Regions from separate parts of the Ovis aries genome. Here region 1 is linked to region 2. Evidence: chromatin contacts called from public Hi-C data. All regions are on one chromosome and are shown on one strand. The core of a region is the stretch at or near the end of the contact, and the rest is flanking DNA. Distances in the headings are between cores, read along the strand shown. Region 1 holds the start of RFTN1 (raftlin, lipid raft linker 1). Region 2 overlaps RFTN1 (raftlin, lipid raft linker 1).

Evidence for each region. A called contact is a pair of places that touch in the nucleus more often than the background predicts.
Region 1: a Hi-C map of liver shows a contact between it and region 2, with 2.9 times the contacts expected there. The contact joins the promoter of RFTN1 here to the enhancer-like site in region 2. A contact is called at or near these places in 3 of 16 Hi-C or Micro-C datasets (hypothalamus, liver and muscle).

The regions. Positions count from the first base shown.
Region 1 is chr1:274,584,700-274,592,408 of ARS-UI_Ramb_v3.0, reverse strand. RFTN1 (raftlin, lipid raft linker 1) reads left to right here and starts at 3,973. Exons shown (of 8, transcript XM_042238759.1): 1 at 3,973-4,222. LOC105605032 (a long non-coding RNA gene) reads right to left here and starts at 3,615. Exons shown (of 2, transcript XR_009595862.1): 1 at 2,641-3,615; 2 at 1-1,861.
Region 2 is chr1:274,427,708-274,434,634 of ARS-UI_Ramb_v3.0, reverse strand. It overlaps RFTN1 (raftlin, lipid raft linker 1), which reads left to right. Exons shown (of 8, transcript XM_042238759.1): 5 at 2,711-3,053. Among named protein-coding and RNA genes, the nearest start is that of OXNAD1, 140 kb to the right of the region's middle. Within about 2 kb of position 1,519, at least 12 of the 54 cell types and tissues checked have an H3K27ac peak or open chromatin away from gene starts, as enhancers often do. A contact at or near this core is called in liver, where this site is marked.

The DNA.
Region 1 (7,709 bases), core at 2,724-5,223, 160 kb before region 2:
GGCTCTTGGTGAAGGCCAGCAGGAGCAGTGCGCTTCACACTGTATTCCTGAGTCTCACACCGCTCTTTGCTCCAGAGAGCGAGTTCTGTCTCAGCCACAGGAGGGCCCTGCTTCCCTGAACTGCCTGTCTGACAGACTGGGAATTCAGAGATGAAACGAAGAGTGGATTCAGGAGCAGAATAACCATTAAATAAAAAATACTGGGGTGAATGGAACACTTGGCAATCATTCAAACATTTCCTGAAACTGGTGGTGTCTGCGGGTGGCATTTGCAAAGTACTAGTCTGACTACACTTTGGACAAAAGTCCTAGGCCTTGGCCATCAATGCAAACATACGAAACATCCTGACAGGCTCCCTGCCCCGCCCCAGTGCACACTCCCACGTGGCTGAGCGGCTGCAGGGCACGTCTGGACGCCGGCCTAAAGGGGCCCTGCTCCACTGGGACCAGGGGCGCCATGAACTGGCTCAGGGTGTGTCTGCAAGCGTGTGCCCATCGCAGTGAACACAGGGCAGGGGGCTCCTGTGAAAACCACTGGATCTGGTGCGCCTTAGAGAAACTCCTTAAACGAAGCAGTATTGCCCGACACAGGGCCAACTTTCTGCAGCCATTCAGTGTGGAGTGGCTGGCCAAACTGTGATCTCACTGTGGCTGCAAACCCACTTAAAATACTAACAGTGATGATAAAGATGAATAATCCCTGCACCTCCAGGGCATATATGAGTTTGCTTATCTCTCCTGTCAGCCCTGAAATGTTGCTGTTCAGCTGCCCTGGAGAAGATCTGGTTTTGGTGGTCCTGCAAATAAACAATTAGGTCAGTAGCTCTTCAGGCTCTGTAGCTTCTGATGGGTCTGTTTTCTGCAGAAGTTGCTGCTGCTCTCCACACAAGGACGGGAACCGAGCGTTTTTAAGTGAAGTTGGTGAGAGGGGATGAGTGCAGTGCGGGCTGGCGGGGGGGGGGGGGGGGGGGGGAGGTGGGCAGGACTGAAGGTTAGCTTGGATTTTCCCTCTCAGCCAGGCTCAGCGGAGCTGCAATGCATCACAAGTGCTCGGGCGGCGGTACCCAAGGCCTTAATCATCTCCAGAGTGAGGCGATGCTGCTGAGGCTGAGGGAGAGAATTGCTCCAGCGGGGGGCTCCGGGAACCAAGCTTTTACAGGAATTGCACAGTCTAGCCACGATTGCTTCTCACGCTTGCCTAGGCTCGCTTAACTCCTCTCCTTTCCACAGCGGGTGTGAGGAGAACCAGTTTCCCCATTAACTTGGGGCCTGCATTTTATCGACTGCAAACGCTCACGATCCCAGCGCTGGGGCCATCTGTGACCTGTCGGGCCGTAATAGCTTGGTTTTCCCCGTGTTCGGCTCCCTCCTTGAGTACTTAGTGTTAAATCATAGGGGGAGGAAGTGTGAGCAGAGGAAAAACAGCACCATTACATGACCCCCGATGAGACCGCTGTGATAGAATTAAAAGCTGCCGCCCTAGGACATTCTAACAGATGACATTGTGAGGTTGCCAAGGTAACCCACCAGGATACAGCTCCAGCATCTTTGGGGTTGATGCTGGGTAGATGAGGTCAGTCAGAGGTGAGGCCCAGCTGCCCAGGGTGTATCCCTTGGCTGGCCAGTCCACGGCAGTCAAGAGGAAAATCAAGGCTGACCTCTACACAATACAAATGAACCCAACCTCGTCCCCTCATTGGCTATTCCAGGTGAAAGAGATGCATCATACTCCAGGTAACTGATCAGTGTACGTTACACGGGGCTGAAAAAGGTCCGGATATGAATGACTCACCCATTCACTCCACGTATGTGGATTAAACACCTGCTGTGTACATCCGCTCCATGTATGTGGATTAAACACCTGCTGTGTACCAAAGAGGAAGCGTCAGAATATCTAGGGGGAAAGGTCAGTTTTAGAAAAGCCCTAAAAAACTGCAGGTCCAATCAGGGAAACAAGATCATTTAAGACATTTACACACTGTCAGTACTCAGGAAGAGGTTGAGTGGAAGAAAATGAAAACAGAGTAACTTATTAACCCCAAGGACCTAGTGTTTTAAAAAAAACGCAAAAATGGTATAGAGTGAAAATGATTTGCTTAAAAGAAATCAACCTTCTCCCCCAAACACAACAAGTTATGCGGCATTCCTCTTTTTCCCTTTTAAATATTCCGTGTTTACTCTGAACTGCTGGTTAACACCTAGAAATGTTGGTTTCCTTCTCCCATGTGAGGATCAGAAAGATTTCAGACGGAGCCTGCCTTGCAATAACTCTAGGCCTCGGGCATTTAAATAACAAAGCTTCCTCCTTTGGGTCTTATAGGTGGGTGTTCAAAACCGTCCCTGCTGCCAGAGGACACCCTTTCCCGCATGATACTGTTTGAATGTGGACCTGGGCTGCCGTCTGATCCCGTTTCCTCCCAGATGGCAAGCCAAGCAAGGGAGAGACTGGGAGAGCCAGCGTGGTGGTGAGCGACACCAGCCAGCAGGGGCTGGAAAGGGAAAGGGGCAAGAAAACACACACACAAAGTGGGAGGTGGGGGGAAGGAACACAGAGCTGGGATGGCTAGGGCAAAAGCAAACAGGAGTCTTCCAGAAACTGTGTTTACAGGAATTCCTGAAAACAAAATAGGGCTTCCTTACCCCTGGGGGTGTCATCAGTACCAGAAGGACACCGTTAGAACACTCCGGTGCCTACACTAGCCCTCCATCCTGTGGGCTCCAACGCTTGAAACCCGCTCTTTGCCCAGTCAGAAAATGTAGACAATTAATTAGATGATGTCAGTCGGTGACGGACAGGGAGGCCTGGTAGGCTGCAGTCCATGGGGTCGCAGAGAGTCAGACACGAAGTGAACTGAACGGCTGTCTTACTGTAGCCCCCTTAAAAGAACAACAAGAGGGTAACAGCTAAGTTATAGGGTGCGTTCCTCAACACTTTACTTATAAAACCCACAAGAAAGTGCTACCTAACGAAGGAGAAAACAGGCCCAGGGCCGGTGAGTCACTTACCCACATCACACAGAAGGCAAATGCGGATGGAGGCCCAAGGCCCACCCTGAACCCTGGCTCTAGCGCCCGGGTGGTAACCCTGACATTTTAATTCTGCTGTGTTTAAAACGCTCCACGAAAAAAGACTTACAACAGGCTCACGGCCGCCCATCTCGGCTTCACTAAGGCAGCCCTGATGTTTTATGCATCTAACCGCCTCCTTGGGCGGCCTGAAGTTGGTTCCCTAGGTTTTCCCACATCTTCTGGGCACCTGCAGTACGTGGGCGAGGGCGTGGCAAGCGGACAGTGGCACTAACCGGCTCCCTAGGCACTAAATGCCCAGCAAATAACTCAAGCGCCCAGGGACAAGCCCACCTGCAGCATCGGGAGGCAGGAGGGTCTCTCAACCGTCCTTCCTCGGAGGGCACCCGTGGAGTTGGTGGGGGAGGAGGTCCGCGTCCCCTACACGCGCTCCTGATCTTGTGACCTCGGTTACCAGGGGTCGAGGTGGGGCGGGGGAGCCACGGGGCTCGGTGTGGAGGCGCAGCGAGGGTCTGTTGCTCGGGCGCCCGTGGGCAGCGCGCGGATCGCGGGGGCGCGGAGTGGGCGAGGTTCGCTGGGAGCACGGTGGGCGCGGGGCGAGGGCGGATCGCGGGGCGCGGGGCGGGTGCGGTGGGGGCGCGGGACGTGGTGGGGGCGCCTTGGGGGCAGAGGCGCGGTGGCGCGGCGGGCGCGGGGCGCGGTGGGGGCGCGGGGCGAGCGCGGATCGCGGGGCGCGGGGCGGACGCGGTGGGAGCGCGGGGCGTGGTGGGGGCGCCGTGGGGGCAGCGGCGCGGGGGCGCGGCGTGGGAGCGCGCGGTGGGCGTGGGGCGCGCCGGCGGCTCCCCCGAAGATGCCGCGCGGCGTCTGTTGCCCGTGAGTTCAGAGGAAGAGGAAGTATAGGCGGCGGACGCGCGGCGGCGACGGGGGCGCGTCGGGGCTGCGGGCGGAGCGCGCCGGGCTCTGGGCGCCGCGAGCGGGAGCGCGGCGGCCGCGGGCTCTCGGGCAGGACGCACGCACCGCTCGCAGGGGGGACGGACGCGCGGGCCCGCCTCGCAGCCCGCCCCGCGCCCACCCCCTGTCGCCCACGCCTTCCCCCGCGCCGCCCCCTCTGCATGGCACAAACTTTCCTCCCGGGACGGAACACACTGTCTCCGGGAGCCCCTGCGCGCGCCCTCTCGCCGGCTGGCCCCGAGCGGTAGGTGGGCGCCTGCGGGACTGGGGCGGAGGTGGGTGCAGCGGCGCGGGGACCCCGGCGGGCGGGGATAGCCCCGCGCGGGACGCCTCCCTGCAGGTTGCGGGGGCCTGGGCGTGCTGCTCGGACGCGCCGGGGCCCCCCTCGTCCTCTTCGCCCGGGCTCGGGTTGGATGGGGCCGGCGGCCGGCTCCGTGGGACGCGGCGGTCTTGGGCCAACTTTTCTGAAAATGAAAGAAAGAAATCAGCCCTGGCGCGCTAGGGGGAGAGGCACCCCCAGAGCGGTCTGTGGGGGGTAATGGGCTCCGCCGGCCCGGGGGCGCCGGGGGAGGAAGCGGAGGGGAGGCTTCGAGGCTACAGGTGGGTCTGGGACACTGCACGGCGCCCTCCGCGAAGGGCGGGCGGGCGCTGGCCCCGGAATCTGGGTTCAGGAGGGGAGGCGGCGGGGAGCTGGGGCGGGGTGCGTGCGCCCCCCGAGGCGCGTCCGTCCCGGGGCAGGGCTGACGGCCGCACGCCCCGGAGGCGCTGAGACTCGGGGAGCCGGGAATTCCCGGCACCGAAAACCGCTGTCTCGCCTTCCGTAAGGGGGTTTCTTCCCTCGTCCTCGCCGCTTTCTTAGGCCCCAGGGTGGACCTGGGTCAGGGCAGGGTGGCGGCGGCGGCGTTTATTTCGGGAAGCCCCGCGGGCGCGCATGCCCACCCCGCCTCCCGGGCCCGGGGCTGGTGCCCTTCACCTGCACGGCCGCTGCCTTGGCACCGAGGGCCGCGTGGAGGCCGCGGGGCTGTAACCCGGGGGCGCTGTCTCCTGGCTACCCTGTGTGGCTGCGGGTGGTCCCCGGGGACGCTGGGTGGTGTCACCGAGTTTGTTAGGGGTTTTCAAAACAAAAAGTTAAAAACAAAAAACAAAAAACCAACAGTTTGGCACGGGTCCCTGTGTTTGAGTGACTGTCCTGGCTTCCAGCAACACTCCCTTCTTGTAACTGGTGGTACAGCTGTTTTCAGATGCTGGGCGCAGTCTGGCCATGGGGTGTCATCTCAGGATAAGTGAGGCCCGGGCCAGGAAGGAAGGCGGGTGTGGTGTCAGTGACCTCTGCGCCTGTGGGGAGGGTGTGCGCTGCACCCCCGCATGTCCTCATGCCCAGGTACCTCTGCAGGGCTGAATTCCCTACCAAGTTCAAGTGACCCCCGATGTCACCAAACTCGGCAGAGGGATTAAAGCAGCAAGCTGACTGGGACTCTTCGGTGCATGTGTGTGCTAACCTCAGTGAAATCACTTTAACCTCAGAGGGAGCTTTGCTTCCTCTTTTGCCTTCAGTGGGGTTTCTGGTCTGAGAGGCAGGGCGTCATCCCTCTGTCTCTGGGTTGGTTTTTCTTTGTCTTTTGGCTGCTTGGACCCTGGGGCACATGGAAGGGGAGGGTGTTGTGCAGTTAGCTAATTGATCTGGTGCAGGAACCGAAAGAGAATAAATTGGGAATACAAGTCAGTGAGTTCTTTTTCTCCCTCTGGAGCAGGAATTTTTGGCTTCCATTCAAATAATTGCTTTGTCTGTAGGGAAACAGGCAGAAAATCTTTGGCATGAGTGATGTGAGTTCCTGTAAAGCTACTTGCATTCTTCCAGCCTTAACTTTTCAGCAGAACTGAAATTATGTGGGCCCCTGGTTTGGTGGGCATGGGTGTCTTGTTAGATCTCTGAGTTGGTGGGCTAGGGAGAAGATCCAGGGACTCATCCAACGCCCAGCTCCTTCTAAAAAATATAGAAAACTTGGAAGAACAGTGGCCAGCCAGACACGGGTATCTAGAGGCCATAATTTTGCAGTACTGAATTGGCTTTATTATACGTCTGTCCATCTGTTCATCCTCTGTCCATCCGTCAGTTCAACTTTCTGTTTTATGCATTTTAAATTAAATTACAAACATTGGTACAGGTCACCTCTGGAAGTTTTGTTAGAGTTCAGTATATGTTCATGACTTTCTTAAGGTGAAATTTATACATACGTACCTATCTACATATAGTGAAATGCACAGATCTTGAGGGTAGTATTTGCATAATGTTTTGACAGATGCCTACGCCTGTGTAACCCTCGTCTGTAATCAAGGTAGAGAATGTTGCCCTTGCCCCCAGAAAGTTCCCTCATCCCCATTCCCAGTCAGTGCCCCCACCTTTTTTTTTAACAATCACTCAAAGCTAGTTTAGCCTGTTCTTGAACTTCATTTATTATAGAAATCCACAATACTGTGTAAAGCTTATTTAACTCAGCACGTTTTTGAGATTCACTCATGTTTTATGTACCAGTAATTCGGTCCCTTTTTTTTCTTTTTTAATTGCTGACTTAAGATCCAGGATCAGTTTATACCAGCTTATGTATTACCCTGTCAATGGACACAAGAGTTATTCCCAGGTTTGGGGAATGAAGCTGCTGTGAATATTTGTTTATGAGTCTTCCTAGGGACATGTGCTGTTATGCCTCATGGGTAAATGGAGTGAAATTGCTGGGTCATAAAAGAGGTGTATGTGAACTTTATAAGAAGCTGTCAAACTTTCTTCCAACATGATTAGACCATTTTACACTCCCATCAGCAAGGAATACATGTGTCAGATTCCAGATACCACGGCTCATTTCCCTAGCTCAAAGTCAAGAACGCGGTTGACCAGTGTTCTTCTGAGCTCAAAGGTGCCGAAAATCGGGAGCACTCGAGACAGCCTGGAGCGTGTTGTTTTCGTAGATGGAGGAGCTAAGGGAAATCCCTGACTCTTCAGGTAAATGGGTTCACTCTTAAATTATTGTGCATGACCAGACACATGTTTTATTTTTAAAGGTCTTCAGAGAAGGGATTTCCATAGGGGAATGTCCCCTTGGTTGTGAAAGAAGATTGAGTACTTTCTATATAAAGAAAAATACCCCCCCCCCCACTCCACCCTCGCAGAATTCCACCGAAGTTCTGCTTTGACACTCCTGGGGGATTTCTGATGCGTTGGTCTGGCTGCTTGGAATCCGGTGGAGATTCCCGTTGGATTTCTCTGACTGGGCAGCTGGCTGTTGAAAGGCATCTTGTGTGCTCCGTGAGACAGGTCAGATTTGACTTTTTGAAGGCTCTGAGAACACCGCTTTTCTGTTAGAGAGATTCGGCCTGTCAGTGAGAAACGCGGCCTGTCAACACCCTTCTTCTTGTCCCGGCTGAGAAAACGGGCTGTTCCCTCTCTGGTCCCCTCTCGTATTCAGCCTTTAAGGAGACCTGGTCTTCACGATCTGGGAAGCAGGAATGGGGCGTCCTGCTGACGCGGGCCCCAGGGGGAAGCCTTTACATCTCACCGAGGTGCATCAGTGGCATCAGGGGACGTGTACGAGATTGCGAGACATTGGACTATGTTTGGGGACTGTTCCCCTTGTCTGCCAGCCTAGTACAGCGCTTGCCACAGGGCAGAGGCCGTGAGTAACCCTCATGGTACCCATCTGGGAGATTACCTCTCTGGAGGCTGACAGGGATCGCCA
Region 2 (6,927 bases), core at 270-2,769:
TTATGTCTAGCACAGGCTAGACTTTGGAAGGACAGATGCTAAAGCTGAGACTGCAATACTTTCGCCACCTGATTCGAAGAACTGACTCATTTGAAAAGACCCTGATGCTGGGAAAGATTGAAGGCAGGAGGAGAAGGGGACGACAGAGGGTGAGATGGTTGGATGGTATCAGCAACTCAATGGACATGAGTTTGAGTAAACTCCAGGAGTTGGTGATGGACAGGGAGGCCTGGCGTGCTGCAATCCACGGGGTCACAAAGAGTTGGACACGACTGAGTGACTGAACTGAACTGGGCTATACACTCGTATTACTGCTCCAGATCATTTTCCAGAAAGGCCAGGGCTGAACTAAAATGACCTTCTGCCGTGAGTTAGGGTGGGTCATCCGTGAAGGGGGCTGAGGCTTGCTTCTCCTTTAAAGAGGAGCTCGTGCTGGTGTTTCTTCAGTTCAGTTCATGCAGTCGCTCAGTCGCGTCTGACTTTTTGCGACCCCATGAATCACAGCACGCCAGGCCTCCTTGTCCATCACCAACTCCCGGAGTTCACTCAAAATCACGTCCATCAAGTCGGTGATGCCATCCAGCCATCTCATCCTCTGTCATCCCCTTCTCCTCCTGCCCCCAATCCCTCCCAGCATCAGAGTCTTTTCCAATGAGTCAACTCTTCGCATGAGGTGGCCTAAGTACTGGAGTTTCAGCTTCAACATCAGTCCTTCCAATGAACACCCAGGACTGATCTCCTTTAGAATGGACTGGTTGGATCTCCTTGCAGTCCAAGGGACTCTCAAGAGTCTTCTCCAACACCAGAGTTCAAAAGCATCAATTCTTTGGTGCTCAGCTTTCTTCACAGTCCAACTCTCACATCCATACATGACCACTGGAAAAACCATAGCCTTGACTAGATGGACCCTTGTTGGCAAAGTAATGTCTCTGCTTTTGAATATGCTATCTAGGTTGGTCATAACTTTCCATACAAGGAGTAAGCGCCCTTTAATTTCATGGCTGCAGTTACCATCTGCAGTGATTTTGGAGCCCCCCCAAAATAAAGTCTCTCACTGTTGCCACTGTTTCCCCATCTATTTCCCATGAAGTAATGGGACCAGATGCCATGATCTTCATTTTCTGAATGTTGAGCTTCAAGCCAACTTTTTCACTCTTCTCTTTCACTTTCATCAAGAAGCTTTTTAGTTCCTCTTCACGTTCTGATGTTTCTTACTCCTTCTCAAATGACAGGAGAGGGTCTCTGCTGACGCCTGGCGGCTCTCTGAGGTCATCCACTCAGGGGTTGGTGACTGAGCTTCCCGGGCTCTACGGTCTCCCCTTCCTGCTGCATCTGTAAAGTGACCTGAGCCCCCTTGCCCAGCACGTCCCCTAATGCTCGTCTTCTAATTTTGGCCAGCTCTTGCTGTTGTTTAGCTTTTACTTTCCGTTTGTCTTTCACTTATGACAGTTACATTCAGTTGCCTGCGGTGGGGGCGGGGTTGCTTTCTCGGGGAGGGGAGGGTTCACGTGGCCGAGAGCTCAGTGCACGCATGTGCCCCCCGTCTTGAGGCTCAGGCGGTGAGAAGGTGCCACTTGTCACCTGGACCGGATGGGGGTGGAGAGCCGTGGGGCACCGCGTGCAGTGCCCGCAGGCTGGGCATGGTCTTCAGGCGCCCGTTCTTCCCCCAGGCTGCTGTCCTCAGAGGTGCCCTCTCTCGGGGTGTGCCATCAGCTTTTGCACGCTGGTGACTCTCACCACCTTTGCCCTTCTCTGCCAGAGCAATTGTTTCAGAGAGGAAGCTCTTTGGGTCATAAAACGTCATCTGGTAGTTAGTATGTGGTTATATAGATGTATTGAGTTATATGGTAGCCTGATTAGCAGGAAGTAGGTGATTCATCAGAAAAAAAAAGAATCACACAAAAAAATAAACTCTTAGCAAAATGAGCTTCCTCTTTCAGCCTCTTTTTGTTCCAGCTCATCCTTTTAGAAGCTTTTTTTCAGTTTCTGAAAAAAATTACTAATTGGGGCTAATGCAGCGTTTCACAGAGAGGCCATCCCAGCCCTTCACAGTCAAATGCTTTATTTATTTATTTTTTTTACAGTTTAAGAAAATAAGCCCCTCTCTGTCCCCAGTCAGGCCAGACTTGGGGTGTGGCCACCACCTTGAGGAGGTGAAGCCTTGGCCAGCTTGAGAGATTTCACGTTCAAACAGGAACACCCAGACTTCCCTGGTGGTCCATTGGTTAAGACTCAGTGCAGTAGGGCATGGGTTCGAACTCTGCTTGGAGAACTCAGTTCAGTTCAGTTCAGTTCAGTCGCTCAGTCGTGTCTAACTCTTTGCAGCCCTATGGACTGCAGCACACCAGGCCTCCCTGTCCATCACCAACTCCCGGAATCTACCCAGACTCATGCCCATTGAGTCAGTGATGCCATCCAACCGTCTCATCCCCTGTCATTCTGTTCTCCTGCCTTCAGTCTTTCCCAGCATCAGGGTCTTTCCCAAGGAGCCAGTTCTTTGCATCAGGTGGCCAACGGATTGGAGTTTCAGCTCCAACATCAGAGAACTAAGATCCCATTTTCTGTGTGGTGCGGATGCACGCGCGCACACACACACACACACACACACACCGGGAAACATCCCCCGAGGCCTCCCTGAGGTGCTGCGTGTGCCCCCACTCTGATGGAACGTCCCGTTTACCCGTTTCCCTTGGTCTGGTTTGCCTCACAGATCCAGGAGGCTGCGAGTCGGGGCCTGAAGTTCGTCGGGGTCGTGCCTCAGTACCGCTGCCCCGGGAGCCCTGTGGGCAGCTGCCCCCCAGCAGATGACCGGGATGAGACACAGGAGCCTGGCCGTCATGGGGCTGCGGAGGAGCTGGGGGCTGCAGACGCTGCTGCGGGGACGGACGGAAGCCCGGAGCCCGGCCAGGGCCCAAGAGGGGGGACACCCGCCGCCCAGCAGCCCAGCTCGTCCCCGGGCGAGGGGGATGGCGCAGAGTCTCCTGCTCGGGGGACTCCGGAGGGACCAGATGCTGACCCGCTGTCGGAAGGGCCTGGAGAGCCGCTCGCGGCCAGTAAGTATGTCAGCGCCGGGACTCAGAGCCACGTGGAGAGCGGCTGCTAGCTTTTCAGTAATCACCGGGGGCCTTTTAGGAAAATGAATGGAATTCGAGTGTAGAGATGGCAGTCCATCAAACAGGAGAAGCTGTCGAGCTGTTTTCCGGGCCTCCTGACTCTTCCTTCCTGAGTGGGTCTTCTGGAGGTGGGGGGTGGGCAGACCACGGGACGCTGACTTGTCTCGGCTCCAGAATGTCACGGGTGCAGCAGGTTCTAGATCGCAAGGTGTTTTCTCCCCCACGCCCAAGCGCTGCCCCCAGATTACCCCGTGTGACCCCAGGAAGCATGGTGATGGCTGGGCACCAGTGCAGAAAGCACCTTCCACGCCTGGTCCTCTTGTTTTGAATTTCTGCCTAAAGAAGGAAATCCAGAGTGCCGGCTGAGGACGTGGCATGAGGTGTGCAGGAAGCTGCTGATTGAGCCCTTGCGCTGTAAACAGCCAGGCTTCAGGGGGGTCTGTCTCTTGGACAGACCAGTACTGTGGAGCACGCGCGGCCAGGGAGAGGCCTCTGGGAAGTGACTGCTCTGAGCCACGGTGTTTAACAGCCACTGGGGCATGGACTTTAGTTTGGAGATTTCAAATAACGATGCAGGAAGGAGGCTGGCAGCCAGTGTTAACGAATGCTTCCTTCTTCCTGTGACGTGGATGGCCCGTATGCATCGTCGCCCCCTTTGCGGCTGAGTACACTGAGGTTCAGAGTCCATCCGTTGCCCAGGCTGGAGACAGATCTGCTGGATGAACCCAGGCTGGCTTCCCACCTTCTGCTTCCTGTGTGATGCTCAGACAGGTGATCAGAGTTTACTGAGGCCCTCAGACTGCAGACAGTGAAGCTCTTCCTTTCCCCGTGATTCCCTTTCAGTTTCCTGCTCCAAGAAATCTTGTGTCCTGCTGTTTCCTGGAAGCCAGGCCCTGGTACGAGCTGTCTCCCCTTTGGAAGGTGATGAGTGATGAGACTGATGGGAGGAGGCCCAGGTCTTGGGGAGACTTTCTGTTTAGGCCTTTCTGGATTATCTCCCTGGTTAATGTTATTGGTGGTGGTGGTTTTGCTGTTAAGTCGTGTCCGATTCTTGTGATCCCGTGGTCTGTAGCCTGCCAGGTTCCCCTGTCCATGGGATCCTCCAGGCAAGAATACCGGAGTGGGTTGCCATTTCCTTCTCCAGGGGATCTTCCCCACCCAGGAATCGAACCCGGGTCTCCTGCATTGCAGGCAGATTCTTTACTGACTGAGCTATGAGGGAAACCCCTAGTTAATGTTATTATTTATATACTAATTCTTGAGGTTAGCCTCTTACAAATGATGAGAAACTGCTTATGCTTTGAGAACAGAAAAGGGTGAAGGAGCTCCCTAGAGGCCCAGTGGTTAAGACTCTGCCCTTCCACTGCAGGGCACACAGGTTCAATCCCTGGTCAGGGAACTAAGAGCCCACATGCCACACGGTGCAGAAGAAAAAAAAAAAAAGGGTGAAATGGCTTTTCTTGTTATGTTGTAGATCCCGAAAAGAAAACTATGGGATGCTTAATTCTGGGGCTTGTTTGCAAGGATGACTTAGAAGGGGAGATGTAGCCACCTCACTTCTGGGAGAGATTCGGACTAGTGTTTCATCAGGGCCTTGGTGTGTGGAGGCTCAGATGGTAAAGAATCTGAGTACATTGCAGGAGATGAGGGTTCCATCCCTGGGTCAAGAAGATCCCCTGGAGGAGGGCATGGCAACCCCCTCTCTTGCCTGGAGAATCCCATGGACAGAGAAGCCTGGCGGGCTACAGTCCATGGGGTTGCAGAGAGCTGGGCATGACTGAAGCGACGGAGGACGCGTGCCAAAGGACGTGTCATTTAAAGCACTCCTAAGTAGGAGCCCGCACGACTGGGGTACAGGCCCCGTCATCCTGACCATTGCCCCCAGCTCTGCACGGAGCCCTGGCTTTGAGAAAGGAGGCCATCGATACGCAAGGGCCCCTCAGGAGTTTCTGATGTTCCCTGTTCCGGAGCGCACCTTCCTCCAAGACTCCCTCCAGACCGGCCGCCTCCTAGGGTCGAGTAACCGGGGAGACTTGTCCCAGGACTGTCCCCCCAGGCCCCCTGCTGTCCTGCAACTGTTTCCTCCCTCAGACCCTTCCCCCGTCACTGGGTGCACAGAGAACGCCCCCAGCACCCAAGGGTCTTGGCCTGCGCCTCGTTTCCTCAAACCCCTGTTCTCTCCTGGAAAACCAGAACCTTCTGAGGAATGCAAGGTTCAGGTGCGTCTGGAGGTGGTCAGCCCAAGAGCGCGTGAGAACTGCAGCTGGGAGGGGTGACGGTGCCCCTGACCCCCCGTCCTGCTTGGTAGGCGGCTGTCTGTCTGTTATCTGAGCGTGGCTCTTAGCTCTCTGCGTGGGAGGCCACAGGTCTCCGAGACTTGGGCAGCTCACTGTGACCGTTACTTCTCTTCCGGTGGGATAAATGAATCTTTGCCTCTTTCTCATCAGCCAGTGAACACACAGGGGCCCTGGTGCCCAGGCCTGGCCTCAGAGGGGACAGAGGACGGTCATCGTGGTGACAGCCCTCCAGGGGCCGGGGCTCAGCTGGCCCGCGTGACCGTGCGTCCAATAGCTGTATGACGGAAGATGCTCTTACTATGCTGGTGTCACAGAAACAGGAGGTGGCCTGTGTGCCCTCCTAGAGTCACGCTTTATCTCATAGTCTGAGCCTTAGTGCTTCCCTGGTGGCTCAGCTGGTAAGGAATCCGCCTGCAATTCAGGAGACCTGGGTTCGATCCCTCGGTTCGATCCCTGGGTCGGGAAGACCCCCTGGAGAAGGGAAAGGCTACCCACTCCAGTATTGTGGCCTGGAGAATTCCATGGACAGATAGTCCACGGGGTCGCAAAGAGTCGGGCACGGCCCAGCAACTTGCACTTGAGCATCAGCTGAGCATAGTTTCCGCCTCCTCGGAGGCTGGCCAGGGATGCTGTCCCCGCTGGTCAGCTGGCCTGGCCCCCAGCTCAGCCTAGTTCCTATCCTGGTTGTTATCCCCTCCGTCCTGGGGCTTCCACCGCATCTCCCAGCACCCCTGCCCCGCTCTCAGCCTCCCTCCACTCAGGGGCCCCTAAGGAGGGCCAAGTGCTTTAACTCCGCTTCCTGCTGGTGGGTTTAAATAGGCAATCACAGCAAGACAATTAAAAAAGAGTCCAGAGGGCGTCTCCCTGCTCCGCCCCTGCTCCGCCTTTAATTCATCCGCTGTATGGCGCTGGGGGCTCATCGAGAGGCGCGGGGGGCTGGTCCCTTCACCCCCAGGCCGCGGGACCCCTCGGGCCCAGGGCTTCTGCCCCCTATGTCCACCAGGGTTTCACTCATCCTGGGAGCGTGCTGTTGGCTCTCTGTCCGGGCGCCGCCTCCCGACCCCCCGGGCCGCGGGGAGCCCTAGGGTCCAGGGGTTGGCTCCCTAGGTCCACCTGGGCTGCGCCGCTCGTCCGGGGAGCATGCTGTTGGATCTCTGTCCGGCGCCCCACCCGACCCCCCGGGCCATGGGACCCCCCGGGTACAGGGGTTGGCTCCCCACGTCCACCTGGGCTGCGCTCGTCCTGGGAGTGTCCTGTTGGCTCTGTGTCCGTCTGGGGCCCCCACTCCGGGCTGCAGGACCCTTTGGGTCCAGGGCTTGGCTCCCCAGGTCCATCTGGGCTGCGCTCACCCGGGGAGCGTGCTGTCGGCTCTCTGTCCATCTGGGCGCCCCCCCGACCCCCCGGGCTACAGGACCCCTTGGGTCCAGGGCTTGGCTCCCCAAGCCCCGGAGTGGGGGAGGCAGCTTCCTTTATTGACCGTAAACAGGCGAGGGGCAGAGCAAGACCAGGGCTCGGGA